Regions from separate parts of the Mus musculus genome. Here regions 2 and 3 are each linked to region 1. Evidence: chromatin contacts called from public Hi-C and promoter capture Hi-C data. All regions are on one chromosome and are shown on one strand. Each heading gives the region's core, a stretch centred on a gene start, on an enhancer-like site or on the middle of the called end of the contact. The rest is flanking DNA. Distances are from core to core; before and after follow the strand shown.

Evidence for each region. Promoter capture Hi-C pulls out the DNA fragments that hold promoters and counts their contacts. Hi-C and Micro-C count contacts between places; a contact is called where the count stands out from the background.
Region 2: a contact with region 1 is called in a promoter capture Hi-C map of pre-B cells, with 4 times the contacts expected there. The contact joins the promoter of Pgbd1 here to the promoter of Yae1d1 in region 1. A contact is called at or near these places in 2 of 39 promoter capture datasets (cranial neural crest and pre-B cells).
Region 3: a contact with region 1 is called in a Hi-C map of muscle stem cells, with 8 times the contacts expected there. The contact joins the promoter of Zkscan3 here to the promoter of Yae1d1 in region 1. A contact is called at or near these places in 2 of 484 Hi-C or Micro-C datasets (CD4 T cells and muscle stem cells).

Annotation. Positions count from the first base shown.
Region 1 is chr13:17,991,550-17,994,884 of GRCm38.p6, forward strand. Yae1d1 (Yae1 domain containing 1) reads right to left here and starts at 1,802. Exons shown (of 3, transcript NM_025904.3): 1 at 1,632-1,802; 2 at 79-200. The coding sequence starts at 1,757.
Region 2 is chr13:21,439,590-21,442,924 of GRCm38.p6, forward strand. It overlaps Pgbd1 (piggyBac transposable element derived 1), which reads right to left and starts at 1,464. Exons shown (of 5, transcript NM_001162920.1): 1 at 1,171-1,464. Zscan26 (zinc finger and SCAN domain containing 26) reads right to left here. Exons shown (of 6, transcript NM_001347491.1): 6 at 2,591-3,335. It overlaps 4930470G03Rik (RIKEN cDNA 4930470G03 gene), which reads left to right and starts at 882. Exons shown (of 4, transcript NR_151504.1): 1 at 882-1,912; 2 at 2,047-2,192.
Region 3 is chr13:21,401,099-21,404,433 of GRCm38.p6, forward strand. It overlaps Zkscan3 (zinc finger with KRAB and SCAN domains 3), which reads right to left and starts at 1,657. Exons shown (of 6, transcript NM_001145778.2): 1 at 1,574-1,657.

The DNA of each region.
Region 1 (3,335 bases), core at 552-3,051:
TTTTTACATATTACCTCTATTAAAGACCTTCATTAGAATTGTGGCTAAATGATTCATCATTTAAAATTTTAAAATTACCTCAGTGTTCCTCTAAGGAGTCCATAGTTTATAATGACGTCTGCACCCTCTTTGTACCCTTGATTGAAGCCCCGTTGAAGAGTAAGTGCTTTGCCGGCATCTAGCCCATCTCTGTAACCCTCCTAAAAAGAAGAAAAAACCCAGTTGTAACTGACACCAAGTGAGTCTTCTCAGGAAAAGCACTGAACCAATTTTGAAGACAAATTTAGGTTTGTACTATATTAACTGAATTATGATATGGCAGAGACATAAATCCAAAGCAGAATGTTTCTCCTAAAATCTTATTATTGGTTCATCTTTCCTTGTCAGATCTGTCTTATTTTTTTAAAATGTTTTCCAGGCTGGCCTGGAGCTCCTTATCCTACCTTCCTCACTCTCCTAATCGATGACAGGCAGATGCCTCGATGCCACACGGGGAAGTCACTTTGGAAATCTAGGGTTACTGTGCAAACATTAAATATCAGTTGTTATGTTTTTTTTAAAAACTGTGTTAGCAAGGTCTTCACAGAAATGGGAAACTACATGTCTGGTCTCTTGGTAACGGACTAGAATAGGATAGATAAGGAGGCTGGCAAGGCCTGGGAAGAGGGAACTATTTTAGGAACAGTGAAGAGGAAGTCTGATTTTAGAAATCTAATCTAAACTGTGGCATAGAGATTTGTCTTATTATTATTATTAGTTTAGCCCTGGATTCCTATGGTATTTTTGTAATGATATGATGGTTGCTGGGCTCAACAAATATGAACTTACTGGAACATTAAATTAGGGTTGACATAACTGCAGCTTTAAGAGGGTAATTTAATGGCTAGTATATTGGGTGGATGCAGTTCTTATCTTTTAAACAGTTAAGTAACATATATTTACTTATTTTTCTTGAGGGAGGCATTTATTTACTTCCTTGAGCGTGAAGGTCAGAAAATAACTTCCAGAAACCCATTCTGTCCTTCCACAAAGTACGTTCCAGGGATCGAACGCAGGTCTTTATACTCTGGAATCCACCCCCATGTGGAGACAGATCTTAGCAAGTAGTTCTCACCCAGAAAAAGCGCCGATTCTACCCAAATAGTACTAAGCAAGTTTCAATGAATGGCAAGACAGGTCCGGATTGAATAACGCATTTAAAGTAAAGCTGGAACAGTATTCCCTTCTCTACCTCCCCCTTACCTTCCCTTGACAACATTCTCAGTTCACCCTTCTCCAAGCCTTGATAACATCACGCCTAACTTTGGACTCTCTGTGACTGCGTTCTCTGCGGGCCATCAGCCTAGTGGGTGTGCATTTCTCCTCCTCTGCTCCCCCGACCCCAAACTGCACACTCTTGAGGGACTGAATAAAGTTCACGTTGTAGAGTAGGGTCAATGTCCCTGCTCCAAACCCGGTGGGGCTCCGAAAGAGCACCAAGAAACAACCAGGATTCTTAAGACCCGGCAACACTGGAGCGCGCTGGCTCGGAGACCCGCGCTCCTCCGCCCAGGCTTCTGCGTGCGTGCCCCTGCCAGGGAGCCCCCGGGTCCCGCCTGGGAGTCCCTTTCTCCCGCGTCCCGTCCATTTACTTGGACTCGTTTCCGCATGTGACCCTGCCATTCCCGCTGCGCTAACAGAGACTCGTCCGCTTCCTCGTCAAACACGTCCTGGTCTCCAGGGCTCGCGTTCTCCGGAGCCGCTCGAAACCAAGACATCGCCCGGAACACCACGAGTCCCGGAGCCGCCGGAAACCCGGGCAAGTGCTTCCGGTTCGGGGGGCGGGACGAAAGGACAAGGCGTGGGACGGAGGGGCGTGTGCGGCTCCCCTTGCGGCTTGGAGGCTAAGGGTTGGGTCTCTTCCTACGCCTCTGGGATGGGCAGCGTGGGGCTAGCTGGGTGCTGCAAGCTAAGTCCCACCATTCAAGGGCTGAGATTCAGTTTCTGCAAGTGCTGAAGGCATTGGACGCCCACGTGCAGCCAAGAACTTTAGAATGTGAAAGCTGATTCTAGGATCGGTTTGAGATTAAGTAATGGGAACACTTTTGTAAAACCAGCGTCCATTGGCAATTTCCCTCTTAGCCTTTGACTAGGAGAGTTAAGGAATGTGGCTCAAGCATTTAGCAACTTCTGGCTGGGAGTTCATGTTGAAGAACTGCACATCAGTAGCGTTCTTGTTTTGTCATGTGATAACTGAATTTTTCTGACAATTTGTTTTGAATACCTATTTCGCATCACTCATCATTTTGGGACAGCGCACTATAGGAATAAAAGTTCTCAGTCCCAATGGACTTCCTATTAGTGTAGAAACGGCCAGTTAGCCAACAATACTTATAAGTAACTCATAGTTTGAAGACTGTAAGTGATATGAAAAAAGTAATCATTGTGAGGGAAGAGGAAACAGGTTACTGTTTTAGTTTATTTTACATTTTTGTCCTGAAGGCAAAAGTTTTGCCAATAAGGAATATATGCTCTGTCAATAAGTTATCCCCTACACAAAGTTATTACTTTTTATCTTCAGAGAGAATTTTGTATCCTATAAATGTATGTATAAAACCAAATATAAAATGTGATAAGGTGTATGTATATAGAGATCTTAATTAGAAGCAAAATGGCAGTATAGGAAGCCATAGAAATAGTGATTGAAATGAGTAAGATAGAAAACTTCTGTGAGTTGGCTCAGTGGGTAAAGTCCCAGGAACGGTGTCAATCACCAGGACCCACGTGATGGAAGGAGAGATTAAACTCCTACAAATTGTCCTCTGACCTACACACACACACACACACACACACACACACCATATGAAAACAAATGCAATAAAAAAAATCCAACTCAACCCTTGCATGATAAACCCTAAAGGACAGGGTCTGAAGAGATGGCTCAGCAATTACAAACACTTGCTGCTCTTCTGGGGGATGTTAACTTGGTTCTGGGCATCTACATACAATTGGGTGATGGCTCACAACCACCTGTGACACCAGCTCCAGGGAGTCTCAAGCCCTCTTCTGGCCTCCAAAAGTGCTTGTGCACACATGGCATACATGCATACAAATACATACACATATAAGTAAAAATAAATATTAGAAAACAGATAATCTTGTCCTGCCTCTTATTAAAAAGAGCGAAAAAAATGTAGGAGGGTGTGAATAATTTTGAACTTCTGATTATTCTGTGTCTAACTCCTGAGTGCTAGGATTACAGATGTACATCAGCATGCCCAGTTTGTGTGGTGTTGGGGATTGGATACAGGATTCCAGCATTCATTGCACCAACTGAGAGACATCTCCACACCTTT
Region 2 (3,335 bases), core at 214-2,713, 3.4 Mb after region 1:
TATAGCATCTAGAAATGTTTACTATCCAGGAATAACCCCTGAGTTAGCTTGCAGATCTCAATTCATTGTGGTGGTTACATAATAGTGTGGGTGTTCTTAGAGCCATGTTGCTTTAAAAACAAACAAAACAAAACAAAATAAAACTCCTTTGGATGGGATAAGCTGTAAGTTAAATGGATGACCACCGAACAGTTATTCAATTAACTAGGTCTATATAATAATGTCTCCATCAAAATTCAAAAGGCAGGATGTGGAGCTTCCAAACAGTTGGAGACTGATGCCTCCACAGAGGGCATAGAAGTACCACACCCCTTATTCGTAAACACAGGGATATCTATCCCTGCTTCACCTGAATCCTTTGCAATACGCTTTGTAACACGTCAGTAAGCATGTTTCCTGAGTTCTGTGGGATCTGAGCTCTGGGAGCAGTTAGTAAAAACCCTGATTTCCAGCCAGTGGGTCAGAAGCATAGGTAAAATAAAGTGGAACTTAGAACTGATGTTGAAAGTGGGAACCAGTCTTGTGTCTTGTATACACAGCATATAGGAACCATCCATCTGCACCGAATTAGAGAGCTGCAAACGGTGTTCAGAGAGGAAACTTTGCTTGCTTGCTGGTGAGGACAAACTTCTAGCGTCCTTTGAGGTCAGACTGCCATTACACACACACACACACACGCACACGCACACGCACACGCACGTACAAAACCATGGCAACCATCAGAAACTTCTCCTTGGGCTAACTTCAAACTCCCAGAATCCAATCTTACCTGCGTCTCCCGTTTAGTTTACCACCAAGTATATTAAGCACCTAATTATTTTCCATGAGTAAAGTTAATCCTAGAATAAAAGAAGTTAGTTCCTACCTACTAAAAAAACCATGGACTTCCCAGTTCCTCGAATTCAGGGTGACAGTTTTTTTTCCTGCTCTGTATTGGTCTATCCTTCCAATGTAAATTCCTACTGACACAAGACCTGCTCTGTACCTGCATAATCTATCGTGGCTACCCTCGAACCTAAAATAGGAATGGGAAAACTGAGCCACACAGGTGGCAACCGGGTGTGCACCTCTGGGTGCACGTACTCCGTTCTCCAGCTTCTATTGCAGATCACTGCACAGCCACCCCTGCTCCTGGCAGACCTCTACATAAACTAGAATCGCAGCACGTACCTGATACCCAACAAAGACCGGACGAACGTAATAGATGTACCTGTAGTGCCTTCGCCAGGGCTCTAACCTGCCCAGATCTACGCTAAAATTATATACGCCAGCGCCCAGCAGCTAAGGGTGTCTATTTGCTGCTTAAAAGTTTAGGGAACGTGTGCTACGAGGACGTGAGGATGTGCCGAAGCTCATGAAAAAAGCCTGCGACCAGAGCCAAGAGGCCAGAGCGCCACAGCCTGGCGGTTCTTGCTGTTAGTCTCCGAGCCCGCGACGATGAAGGTCGGCGGGAAGGAGTCCAAAGGGATGAAGGACAGGGGGCACTTCCTGCAGACGGAGCTGGGCACCGAGGGGGCACTTCCTGTAGTTGGAGCTGGAGACTCACTGGCAACTTCCGGCAAGCGTTGTGCTCCTTAGAAGCCTGGTGACAATCTCTGGTGCACCGGTGGAGCCAGGTCGTGGTTTTCCTGACCCGCACCTCTCCTGGTAGTTTCGAAGAAACCAAACACGCGCTCATTTCCGTAAATCATTTCAACAACAACAACAACAAAAAAAAAAAAAAAAAAAACCAAAAAACCCTGTAGGATGTACCTGAGGGAGCGCTCTTGCTTGACATACTTACTGGGTTCGGTCCCCAGCACCACAAAAGAAAAATTTTCCTAGACTGTCTTCCATAAAGACAAAGCTGAGTTGGCCTTTACAGGGTCTTGTGCGGACAGTCAGTTGGGTAAATACCCAACAAAGCCCTAAGGTGAGTATACAGATTTTATATGCGTGCAAAATCCCAGGTAGCTTGAATTCAAAAGTTAACCATATTTACTTCCTGTGTATTCGACTGGGAGATCATATGACAACTTGGAGCTCTCTTGCTTTGTGGGTCTCAAGGATTGAACTCAGGTGTGTTGGCAAGCACTTACTGGCGGATCTACCACCACAACCTTCCTAGAGATGTCTTATAAATTCTCAGGACATTTGGGAACGTTTTGTTCATCGAGAATAATAGCTTTTGAAGCACTTACGGAAATCAAAATGTAAGTTTGCACTTTATTATTTGGCTAAGACAGCAATCCTTTTTCTATAGCAGCTGAAAAATATTGTTGTTTTGAGTGTTTATGAACATCCACATGTGCATGTGGGTATGGAGGCCAGAGGTCGATTCCTGAGGCTTTTCTCTATAACTCTTCAACTTTATTTTTTAGACAAGGTCTCTTACTGAATCTTGGGGCTCACTGATGCAGCTACATTGGCTGCCAGCAAGCTCTGGGGATCCCCCACCCCCAGGGGGATTATAGCTCTATACTACCATCCCTACCACTGTCATAGGCATTTTACCAACCGAGCCTCTCCCAGACCCATAAGCATAAACATCCCAACAATATTCCGTTGTATAGGGTACAATAATTTACTTAACTATCCTCAATAATGCAGGTTTAGTTATATTCTTTATTAAGTAATGCTGTAGGAAACACCATTTAAAAATCTTTACTTTCTTTTTATAGCTTTAATTTTATTCAAAAATTACTTTGAAACTTTATTAACACTTTACAGACTGTTTACAATACTGTCAATATCATTATTTCCATAGAAAAGTATTCTCTTTACACTATCAATAATTATGTTTTTATGTTGCTTTAAATATATTTGTTGAGTAAATATTACACACACAAACTGACGAAGAATAATGTGCATTTAAAATTTTGATAGTTCTCTAATTTTTAAGGGCCATGCTGTTTGGAAGTAAAAGGAGAAGCTAAGAGAAAGGCCAGAAAAGGAACATCACTTTCACACAAACAGTGATGCATAAAAGGATGTTCCACAGTAGAGATGTAAAGCATGTTCTAAGACTGTGTTTCTTCTGAGGCTTAGGAATTACAAGGGTTACAATGCCTGTTACATGCACGTTTGGTGTGGATCGGAGTTAAACATGAAGGAGACTGATCACACGCTAACACTGTTATTTTGGGTGGTGTTGAGGACCTAACCTTGGTCCATGCCATCAGTTTTTAAGGCCATATGACTGCTGAAGTTGCAACTATCACATGCAAAGTGTGGGCAAAAGGTCCAAGAGAGGTTCTTCTCAGTTCAGCCAGTCCCTTTGTGCAGCTCTCCCCAATTTTGCTTAGAGTGTATCTTAGGTCAAATCTTAACAAAGGAAGAGGGCCTTATTTTGTGCA
Region 3 (3,335 bases), core at 407-2,906, 3.4 Mb after region 1:
TGGTGGGCCTACTACTGCAGGTGAGATGGAGTTTCTCTCTGATTCACATTCAAATCTTTACTAATGTCATTTTAAATAGTAAACAAAACCTTATCTTCTTTCTTTCCTGAGTACAGGCCAAAGCATTTTGTTGGGATCAAGGAAGAAGAGTAGAGCTGAGGCTAGAAAAATGAACACTGATACATTCTTAATAACGGCTTCACACACTCACGTTTTGTCAGCTTGCCTATCTGGAGTCTCACCAGCTGGGCAGAGTACAAAGGTACAGGATCAGAAGACTGTTTACCAACACAGGCGTTTGCCAAATAAGTAAACCAAAGACAAGGGTTTTGTTTTTGTTTTTGTTTTTTGTTAAGTTACAAATAGAGAAAAGAATGCTTCAGGGATCCCTGTATACCCTCAGGAGGTTAAAGATCCAATTCCTTAAGAAAAAGAAGGAAGATGAAAGGACTTTCAAAGACCACAAGAGGCATCAACTCAATGACCATGGCAAACTGTGTATGGTCAATATTAGCTTTAAAAACCTGCAAAAAGAACAAAGGGTGTTAGTGGGAACTCAGGATCAGATCGACTTATCTCTAATCTATCGCCAATCTACCTATCATCACTTCTAACTATCAGCCGTCCGTGTGGTTCTCACACTGGAGAGGAATCTCGCTGAGGGTCAGAAAGCTGGCAGGTCGGCAGCAATGTCTGCTTACAACAGGGTCCTAATCCTTCGCGGTTAGACGCTCCTCCTGTTTCTCAAGCTCCTCCTCCCACCAAAAAAAAAAAAAAAAAAAAAAAAAGGCATCCCCAGGATTTTAAACCTCTGTGAGCCTGACCATTACAAGACACTACACAAACCACTTTTACTCTTTGCTGTGGGATAGGCTCTTTTCCAGAATGTTCTATTTTCCCTCCTAAAATACAGAAATCATTCATTATAAAGAGAACTGATAAATAGTACTAACATTCAAAAGACAACAGCCAGTACCAAGGCTGATCGATGAAGAGAAAGTGCTGTCCTAGTTAGGAAAAGCAACAGGAATAATAACAGCTATCTTTACACTGTGCAGATTACCCCGTGCCTGGTACTATTTTAAGCACCTTTGCACAAATGAAGCCATTTATTCCTCACAACAATCCAGTAAGTTAGGCGACATCATTATCCCCTAAAATAGCAAAACACAGAAAGGTTAAGGGACTGGGGGGAGAAGTCACAAAGGAGCTGAGGCCAGATTCGACCAAGCAACCCGATTCCAAAGTTCTGGCTCTCTTCCAGTACCCCAGAATAAAGACCTTGGAACTGACCTTGTCTCCAGGAAAAGCAAAACTGTGACGTCTCCCATTTTCAAAGCTTAAGTACAAGACCCGAGAATCCCATCGCCAAACGCCCTGAGACTGACCAGACACCCGGAACCGGCCTGAGGCGAGGCGCCCGAGGCCCTGTCGGGCGCTCGGCCCAAGTGGCCACCGAGTTTATCTTCTCGGCGCCACTAGGCCGCGGAGGAAGATGTTTTGTCCCACCCCCAACCCCCACAAGCAGCCGACCCCTGCGGGAGGACGGTAACAGGACGGGACCCAAACCCACCCGCGAACGCAGCACCTCGTAGCACCCCGCAGTCACAAAAGTGTCGAAAGTCCGACCCCGGGGGGCGGGGCACAGAGCACTTCCGGCTTCTCTAGGCACCAGCGACACTCTATGATCCCCCCCTTCTCCCTCCTCTTAGTGGTTGCTTCGTAAAAAGACTTTTAAAAAGAAATTCTTTTAGCTGAAGTAGCAATGCAACATTTTCTCTCCTCCCTTTACTTCCTCCAGTTTTTTCCGTCCTCTTGGTTGCCTCGTAAAAAGACTTTTAAAAAGAAAAAAATTTTAACTGAAGTAGAATTACATCACTTTCCTTCCTCCCCCTAGTCTTTTCTCCTACCCTCTCACTCTCAAGCTGATAGCCTCTTTTCTTTGTTATTGCTACATTCATGTGTGTTTGTGTATATGTATATATGTTGTATATATGTATGTGCATGAACAAGTATATATCTATATCTATACAGATATAGAGATATCTGTATCTATATATGTACATATTCCACTGGCTAAGTTTTTGTTTTTATATGTTATTTGTGTGCATATGATTTCAAGGTTTCAAGACTGCATTGGACAGCTAATAAGAGGGCTCATCTTAGGGAGAGACTAATTCTCCATTTCCCAGCAGTCAATAGTTGCCAGTAGTTCTTTGGTTTGGGGTGGCACCCTGTGAAATTTTACCCCCTTCCATTGATATTGATATTGTCTATTGATACTGCAATTGTTTCAGTCTTGTGTATGCAGCCATTTCTTGGAGGCTGTTTCACAGCTGACATCCTAGATTTCTTACAATTTTTTTTTTGCCTCCTCTTCCTCCATGTCCTCTGAGCCATAGATGCAGGAGACATGATGTGGATGTATCTGTTGGGGTTGGGACCACCATGATCTGTCAGTCTTTGTTCTGTATCCAATTGGGTTTTTAGTGATGGTCTCTATTCTTTATAAAGAAAAGCATCTTGGATCACAGGTGGTAGCTACATTATCCAGGAAAGATGACTCTAGCACCAAGAGACTTTCAAAATTTGTTTTTTCCAAGGACAACTAAGGGAAGATAGCAAAAGAATGAGCTCCTATATAGCCTTCCTGAAATCTCTGTGATGTCAAGAAAAAGGAAAATTATATGTTCTCTATCGTCATAAAGAAGCCCTAGGGAAATGCATAAGAAAATGTTTGTTTAGAAACTGCATGAAAAGGGAAAATAAAAGTGAGAGGAAATTAAACTATTAATTATAAATATATAACAGTATTTTTGTTTTTGTTTTTGTTTTTGTTTTCCGAGACAGGGTTTCTCTGTGTAGCTCTGGATGTCCTGGAACTCACTCTGTACACCAGGCTGGCCTCAAACTCAGAAATCTGCCTGCCTCTGCTTCCAGAGTGCTGGGATTAAAGTCATGCGCCACCACGCCCGGCAACATATAACAGTTTTCAGGACCATTCTGAATGCCCTTTATAGAAAAAGCCAAGATAATTTAATCTTCAACTTATAATTAGCAAATTTAGCAAAGCTACTAAAATTTCAAAATTGATATTGATAGTTACATTTTTATAACAAACACAAATAAGAAAACATCACCTTAAAAGATAATCATTACAGTAGCAAGAAAATATAAAAGAGACCTCAACAGAAACAGAAAGGCTTTATTTATTAAGGATAGATAGTTGAAAGCCAGAGAAATTGGCTCATTCCTATGATCCCAGCATGTGGGAAGCTGAGGAGGAAGAGCCACTTCAAGTTACAGCTCCAAGTTCCAGGCCAGCTTGGAGTTCT